Regions from separate parts of the Muntiacus reevesi genome. Here region 1 is linked to region 2. The links are chromatin contacts, called in public Hi-C maps. All regions are on one chromosome and are shown on one strand. The core of a region is the stretch at or near the end of the contact, and the rest is flanking DNA. Distances in the headings are between cores, read along the strand shown.

Region 1 (3,330 bases), core at 301-2,800, 630 kb before region 2:
CCGCCAGGACAATTTGAGCCTGAGCTAAAATCAATACCATCTTTGGCAAAAGTGTATTCATTCTAGGTTTTGGGAAGCTCTATGTATCAGTTACAGGATTCTAAAAACAACGTGATAACAAAAAATTCAGTTTTAGAATCCAATTTTCTAGGCCTGGTATATTGATATATAGGCAAAGAATTTGAAAACATATGATCAAAAATATTATTATTTCTTTTATCATTGAGTAGATAATCAAGTGATATCACCTTCCAGCTAACTAATAAAAGCACATACACAATATACCCTGGCACTCTAACAAAACACAAAACTCAAGAAAAAGTCTTGTTACAACTTTCCTACTTTCTATACACTTTCTATAGCTATCTTCCTTGCATGGAGAGCAACAGTCTAAGATGGTAAAGCTCTTAAGTAAAAATGAGAAGAGCTACATTCTAACTAGTACTGTCATGTAATGATTATGACTGAAATCCACTTTTCAGAAGTTCTGCCTTACTGGAATCTTTCAAATATCATTCTTCTTATAAGGTCTTAAATGGCAAACGAAAATGCTTTAAATAAGAGGAGGTTTTATTTGTATTACATAATATCTCCCACCTAAGTCTGGCAGTGGTGGCAATGGCAGGCAATACCATGGTATCAACGCATCCTTTCAGTCTAAGGCTGGTGAAAAAGCTATAGACTTGTGAACATTCATATTAGCTCAAAATCAAATATCCACCACTTCTATCTTCGGCACATTGTATTCTGGTGGTGGGCAGAATTTAACTATCCGCTTTATTAATTATGAAATGACAAACAGGAACTACACGAACGTTTCCCCTCTATTTCTGCAGGAATGGAAAAGACGTGAGCCTCAACACCAACTGCGAAATAAGAATGGGTAACTCGTGGTTTTTTCCCCTGCGTTTCTTTTTCTTTCTTTCTTTTTTCTCTCTCTTGTTTTAAAGGGCAATCAACAGGCCTCAGGGTGTTCTGACTACCAATGATTCATTATAACCGAGTTCCCTCTGGTAACAGTTTTCAAAGGAGAATCTCAGTGGAGGATCGTGCACCATGGAGCTCAGCTTTCACTTTATCGAAAGGAGGGAAGGTGTCCGGCACCGGGGCAGGGAAGCTCGCACCCAGAGCCCCTCCTTCCCTCCTACGTCCGGTGACTGGAAGGAAGAAGGATGGCAGACCCCAACCAGAACTGAGAAAGCGATGAAACGGGCGACAAGTGGAGGATTTCCGCCTCAACAAAGCCCGGAGTCGCTGAGGCCGAAGCCCACGCCGCCACACCTACCCCGCGCGCTCCCCTCGCCGCCCAAGGCCGGCTCTGCCCTGCCCCGCGGCCTCTCGCGCGCTCCCTGCCCGCCCGAGTGGGAGACCCAGAAAGTCGGACCCCTGGTCCTGCCCGCCACGCCCCACTTCGCGCCCACACTTGTTCTCTCACCCGCTGGTCCTCCAGGAGGAGCAAGATGCCTCTTCCCCCGGACGCGCAGCCACCGGCTGCGATCCCTCCATCGCCTCCAGAGACGCAGCCGCAGCTGGCTACTGGGAAGCAGGGAAGAGGGCGGGACCGCGAGGTCAAGGGGCGGGCAATGACGTCACACGAGGGGGCAGGCCTTAGAAGCGAGCAGCCAGGCGGCTCCTTCCCGTCAACCCCAGGGGCGTCCTGGCTTCCGGTTTGGGTGTGGTCCGGGGGAGGGCTTTGCAGCAGGTAGTTGAAGCGCGCCGGTTTGGGGGCGGCGGGTGTGTGTGCGTGCGTGTGTGTGCATGTATGTGTGTGTGTTGGGGGGGTGGGAAACGGGGAGTGTGTGTGTGTGTGTCTGTGTCTGTCAGAGTCTTCACCGTCTGACCCATCAGGGAAGCCTGAAGTGGCACTGTAGCGACTTGGTTCCGGCGGACTTAAGCTGAACCAAAACTCTTCGCAAGGCAAACACAGGATTCCAGTGGCCAGCGAAGTAATGGGATTGCATAGCAAAATCCTTAAGAGTTTTATGGCAAGAAGAAACGCTTCATTTTATTAAAAATAGAAAAATCCGAAAGGCTAGTAATAAGTAGGTCCGGACTTCCAGTCAGGAATTCCATTTTAAGACGTTATACGTGTAACTTCTAATTTTGGACGTCTATTACATGTCAAGCACTATCACAAATTTGGTAGAATCATGTGATTTTCTTGAACGATGAATGACATATATCATCCAGGTTGCCTATAGTTTGTGAGAGAGGGACAAATTTACAATCGATGTAAGTGACTTGCCAGATTAAGTACCAAAATATACGTCTAAGAACTTCTCAACTAATATTTTTTTTGGAAGCTACAGAGTAAAAGTAGACGGGGAATATGTCCACAAACTCCTTTTCTGAAGTTCTGGAAGTAGAGGCTGTTTCACATAACTTAGGTCATCTAGCCAACAATGGGATGTTTCCATTTTAATGAAAAATTTCAAAGAGCAATTTTTTTTTTTTTACAATCTATGATTTTAGAGAAAAGAGTTCTTTGTGTGTAAAAAAAGTAGCAGTTACTGGAAGTGGATTCTTTTGGTGATGCTATACAGCATGTTCTTGGGAGAAATAGTATTTTCTGTTAACCTTACAACTGGCTTTATCTGTCTTTATGCCTGATGAATGGCAAAGCAGATGTTTACTTTTCTTAGTTCAGTCTCATGTTTCTTTCTTCTCAAGTTTCAGGAAAACTTTTCTAACACTAGAACGCTCCTCCTTTCTTGCTTTAGTGCTGAAAAGTATGGTGGCTTGATTTTTATAGTTTCCTTCATTTCTGTTGTGTCTGTGTTGCACATGTGTTTATATGTATTATGTATGTGTGTATGTTTGAATAGTTGCATCCTCAAGGCATAGAACAATAATTTTGTTTTAAAATCTTTATTTGGGATATTTTTAGATTTACAGAAAATTTGCAAAGGTAAAACAATTTCTGAATATGCTTCACTCAGTTTCTTCTAATGATAACATCTTACATAACTGTGGTCCATTTGTCACGACTGAGAAATTAATATTGGTACAAATACTATTAACTAGCTACATACTTTATTTGGATTTCACCAGTTTTTCACTAATGTCCTTTTTTTGGTATGCATCCAATCCAGGATGCAATACATTTAGAATTGCCCTGTCTTGATCATCATGTAAGTGTACATTTTAATGAATATCTTCTTGAAATTTTATGTGCAAATTGGATTTCTAAAATATTTTATATCATAAATTATAAAGATGATAACATCTATATTGTGTTTTATAATTATAGAGACTATTTATATGTATTTTCCATTTCATACTCCTAAATTATTGACTATTTGCTTGGAAGCAATACTGAGCAGTCACCTA
Region 2 (3,418 bases), core at 439-2,938:
TCAGTAACACTAGTCAAAGGTAAGGCAGTTGAGAGGGATGGTGGAGGAAGAGTCTTACTGGAAAGTGTATGCCCCAATTAAAGGAATTAAGCTTTAATAAAAGCACACAAACACTGATGGTGCAAGATGTCTTAGGTTAGCAGGCACCAGTCTGCAACCTGTTCTATAGGACCTGGCCCTGGTCTGATTTAATAGTAAACATTGTGGAAAATGTTTCAGAGATGTTTAAGATTTTGCTGTCTTCCTCTTAGGTGTGCTGCTCATCTTGAACTTGTGTTGGCTTATTTTCACGTTTTATAGGTGTGGATCTGTGGAAAGCCAAAGGTGTTTTCCATCTTCTCCCTCCAGTGGGTTCACCCCTGAAATTACGTCTCTCTGTAGATACTGAGCTGCTTTTGTTTTTGGTTGGGTCCTGATTAGGCCCTTACTCCTAAAGATGTGGCCTGTTTCTCAAGCATTATCTCAGCCACTTGTTCTCTCACTCATTATCTGGGTGGTAGCTCAGTGATGTTCTCTGCAGATCCTTGACCACACCAAGGCCTCTTTCCTGATCAGAGCCTTTCATTGTGCTGGTCTCTGCCTGGATGACCCTTATCTCCACCTTTTGCTGCGTATCAGTCTCAACTTCATCTCCTCAGGACTTTATATAGAAAGCCTTCACCTATCCCCTCTGCCTTGCCATATTAGCTTTTTGTTTCTTTCATAGACTTCATCATGATTTTTAATTTTTTTACTTATGTTTTGTCTTCCTCAGTAGAACATAAACTAACTCCTTGAAGAGAGAAACCAATCAAGGTCAATCAAAGAACAAGGCAGCATAGATCTTTCTTTAAATTTGTCATTAGTTTGATTTTATATCTTAACAATGTTACTTTTTTTTGCGTTCAAATGTCTTTCCCTTGTAAACTCAGTTATGGAACAGTGGAGCAAAATTACATTTTCATCCCTCTGACAATGAACTTTAAGCAAGTGTCCTCGAAGATCTTACTCTATCATGTAAAATGACTTTTGGTCACTCTCGTAGTTTTAATTTCTCAAGTCTGTTTAACTCAACTGTGTACCCTAGGATCTCGATACATGTTTACAAATTTATGTGACTTACAAAGCTATTTTAAAATACAATGTAATTCCTTTCCCTCGTAAAAAACAAAACTAGTAGGCTTTTGTTACAAGTGAGCTGATCGCATCCTGCGCTGCCTTTCGGTAAGCCTCCAGCACCAAATTAGAAAGTACATCCTGCACTGAGTGTAGAAAGTGATGGCCGCAAGGGGACTGGCCCCGATTTTTCCTAAATAAGCCTTCAATTTTCAGAACTGAATCCGGAGTCCCGTGGAGAGACAGGAAGCATCTTTGTCTTGAAGCTGGAAGGTACTTTAATAGGCGCTTCAGGTGACAAAATTGACAGACCAGGGAGTACGCAGGGTAGCGGTAACTTGGAACACTTCATCACTAGAAATGAAACTCATTCCAGAGACTTCCGGGTTGCGGGAGGCGGCACGACGTGCGGACGTTACGTCACGTTCCCTCGCCCGTCCCGCCTCCTCGCCCCTCTCCGCACTGTGACGTTCCCAGGGAGGAACGTAGCGTAAACAGCGCAGAGCACTTCGGGAGCTGGATTGTTTCACGCAGGAAGCAGGCTCCATTTTAGCGCCGCCCGCCGTCGCCATCTGTTTCCCTCCCCCCAGCCCCCCGCCTTTCCCCCCCTCCCGTCTCTAAGCCCCAACGGGAAGGCTGGGCCTAAGCTGTGGGTGGCTAGAGTGAAAGGAGGGAAGGGGAAAAGAGAGAAAGGGAAGAAGCGGGGAGAAAGGGTGAATCGGGAAGGGTAAGTGTAGAGGCCACGGTGCGGAGCGCGCAGCCCAGCGGACGGACTGACGGACGCGCCTGTTTTGCTGCCGCGGCTGCGGCGCCCGCGCGAGTCGCCTCGAAGCGGCGGCGGCGGTAGCAGCAGCAGCAGCGGAAACAAGAGGGGAGCAATGGCGGCCGACAGCCGAGAGGAGAAAGGTTAGTGCGGAGAAAGGTGACGGGCGGAGTCTGGGCTCTGGAGTGGTCGCCCGAACCGTGGTCGTCGTTGTGAGTTGGGGGTTGAGGAGGTTAGCTTGTTCCGCGCGGAGCTGGTCTCCCCATGGAGATACTCGGGACTCACTGGCAAAGACCAGGCCTGCCCTTTCGTCCTCGGTCTCCACATGACCTAACACTTCATCTAGTCTTGGATTTTTTCTTTGATCCTAATTTCCTTCTTCACGTAACGTTTATCCGTCCTGGGCGCGGCTGAGAAAAGGCCTCTTCTGAGTTGCAGGCCCTTGGTTTTATTTCCTGGTAGTATTATGCGGAGGTAGTGCGTATTTTGAGAACAGTCTTTTCTGTTAGATTTTCGAAAACCCTTAATGCCACGATTAAAGCTGGTAGTTTAGTAAGTAAGGCTGTTTAAGACGTGGTATAGATAGATGATTAGTCCGGGGAAATGTCGACAAGTAATTTCTGGCTGTTCCTGTTAAATAGGCAGTGGCAGGAATGGCCTGTTTGGTTACATATTTACTTACTTTGGGAAAGGTAATGTTTGAAAAGATGATTATGTGGTTCAGGCCAGGCAGAAAAATTCTTGGCCGCTATTCTGAAAGAAACACGTTTTGCGTAGTTCCTGGAGGGTAACTAGGAACAAATAAATTAATTTGTAGAGAGTCGGAGGGATACAGTTGCTTTGAAATTTGGGAGGAACTGATGTTGCCAGAATGAAATGTCAGGTCTTTTGAAATACTGGCCTTCCGGGGCCTAGAAATGTTAATGTAGATCCAGAATCAATACAAGTCTGAAGAGTGGTCTAGATTGGGTGGTGCGTTAAGGTTTTTTACAACCCTAAGATTACTATAATAGTTTTGGGAAGGATATAGCTGATTATTAAAATATATATATATACACACACATATATAGCCAGCTGCTGCCCTGTATTTCTCGGATCTACCCTTTTGTGTGGCTAATTAACTTGGCGAGGGGAGCATTTTGTTAAATGGACTGTAGAGTCAAGTTCCATTAGATTTGTGATCTCTAATTTTGCTCCTTAGAAGAAGGAAGAGTTAGTGAACTGGAAAAATCAGTGAACTGTTCTAAGAATAGGGGCGACCTTGGGAATTGGACTGGGTGGGAATATGTTTAAGATAACTAACTGCTCCTGCTTAAAGCGGGAGATGGTGACTGGGTTTAGTAGTTGAATTTTCCTTCCTTAAATGAGTCCTTAAAATCCTCTCCCCTCCTTTTGAGAAATCCAGAAGGAATTCAATCATGGGATTGATTAGGTTTTAGTTGTTTAATTTTCCTTCCTTAATTGAGCCCTGAAAATCCTCTCTCCTCCTCTTGAGAAATCCAGAAGGAATGTGATCATAAGATTGCATGATGTTAGTGAATAAAACAAACTGCTTTTAAT

The links. A called contact is a pair of places that touch in the nucleus more often than the background predicts.
Region 1: a contact with region 2 is called in a Hi-C map of muscle, with 7 times the contacts expected there. The contact joins the promoter of UBA6 here to the promoter of YTHDC1 in region 2. A contact is called at or near these places in 2 of 3 Hi-C or Micro-C datasets (blood and muscle).

What each region holds. Positions count from the first base shown.
Region 1 is chr22:31,943,833-31,947,162 of mMunRee1.1, reverse strand. UBA6 (ubiquitin like modifier activating enzyme 6) reads right to left here and starts at 1,550. Exons shown (of 33, transcript XM_065914662.1): 1 at 1,436-1,550. The coding sequence starts at 1,506.
Region 2 is chr22:31,316,923-31,320,340 of mMunRee1.1, reverse strand. It overlaps YTHDC1 (YTH N6-methyladenosine RNA binding protein C1), which reads left to right and starts at 1,688. Exons shown (of 17, transcript XM_065914739.1): 1 at 1,688-2,001. The coding sequence starts at 1,974.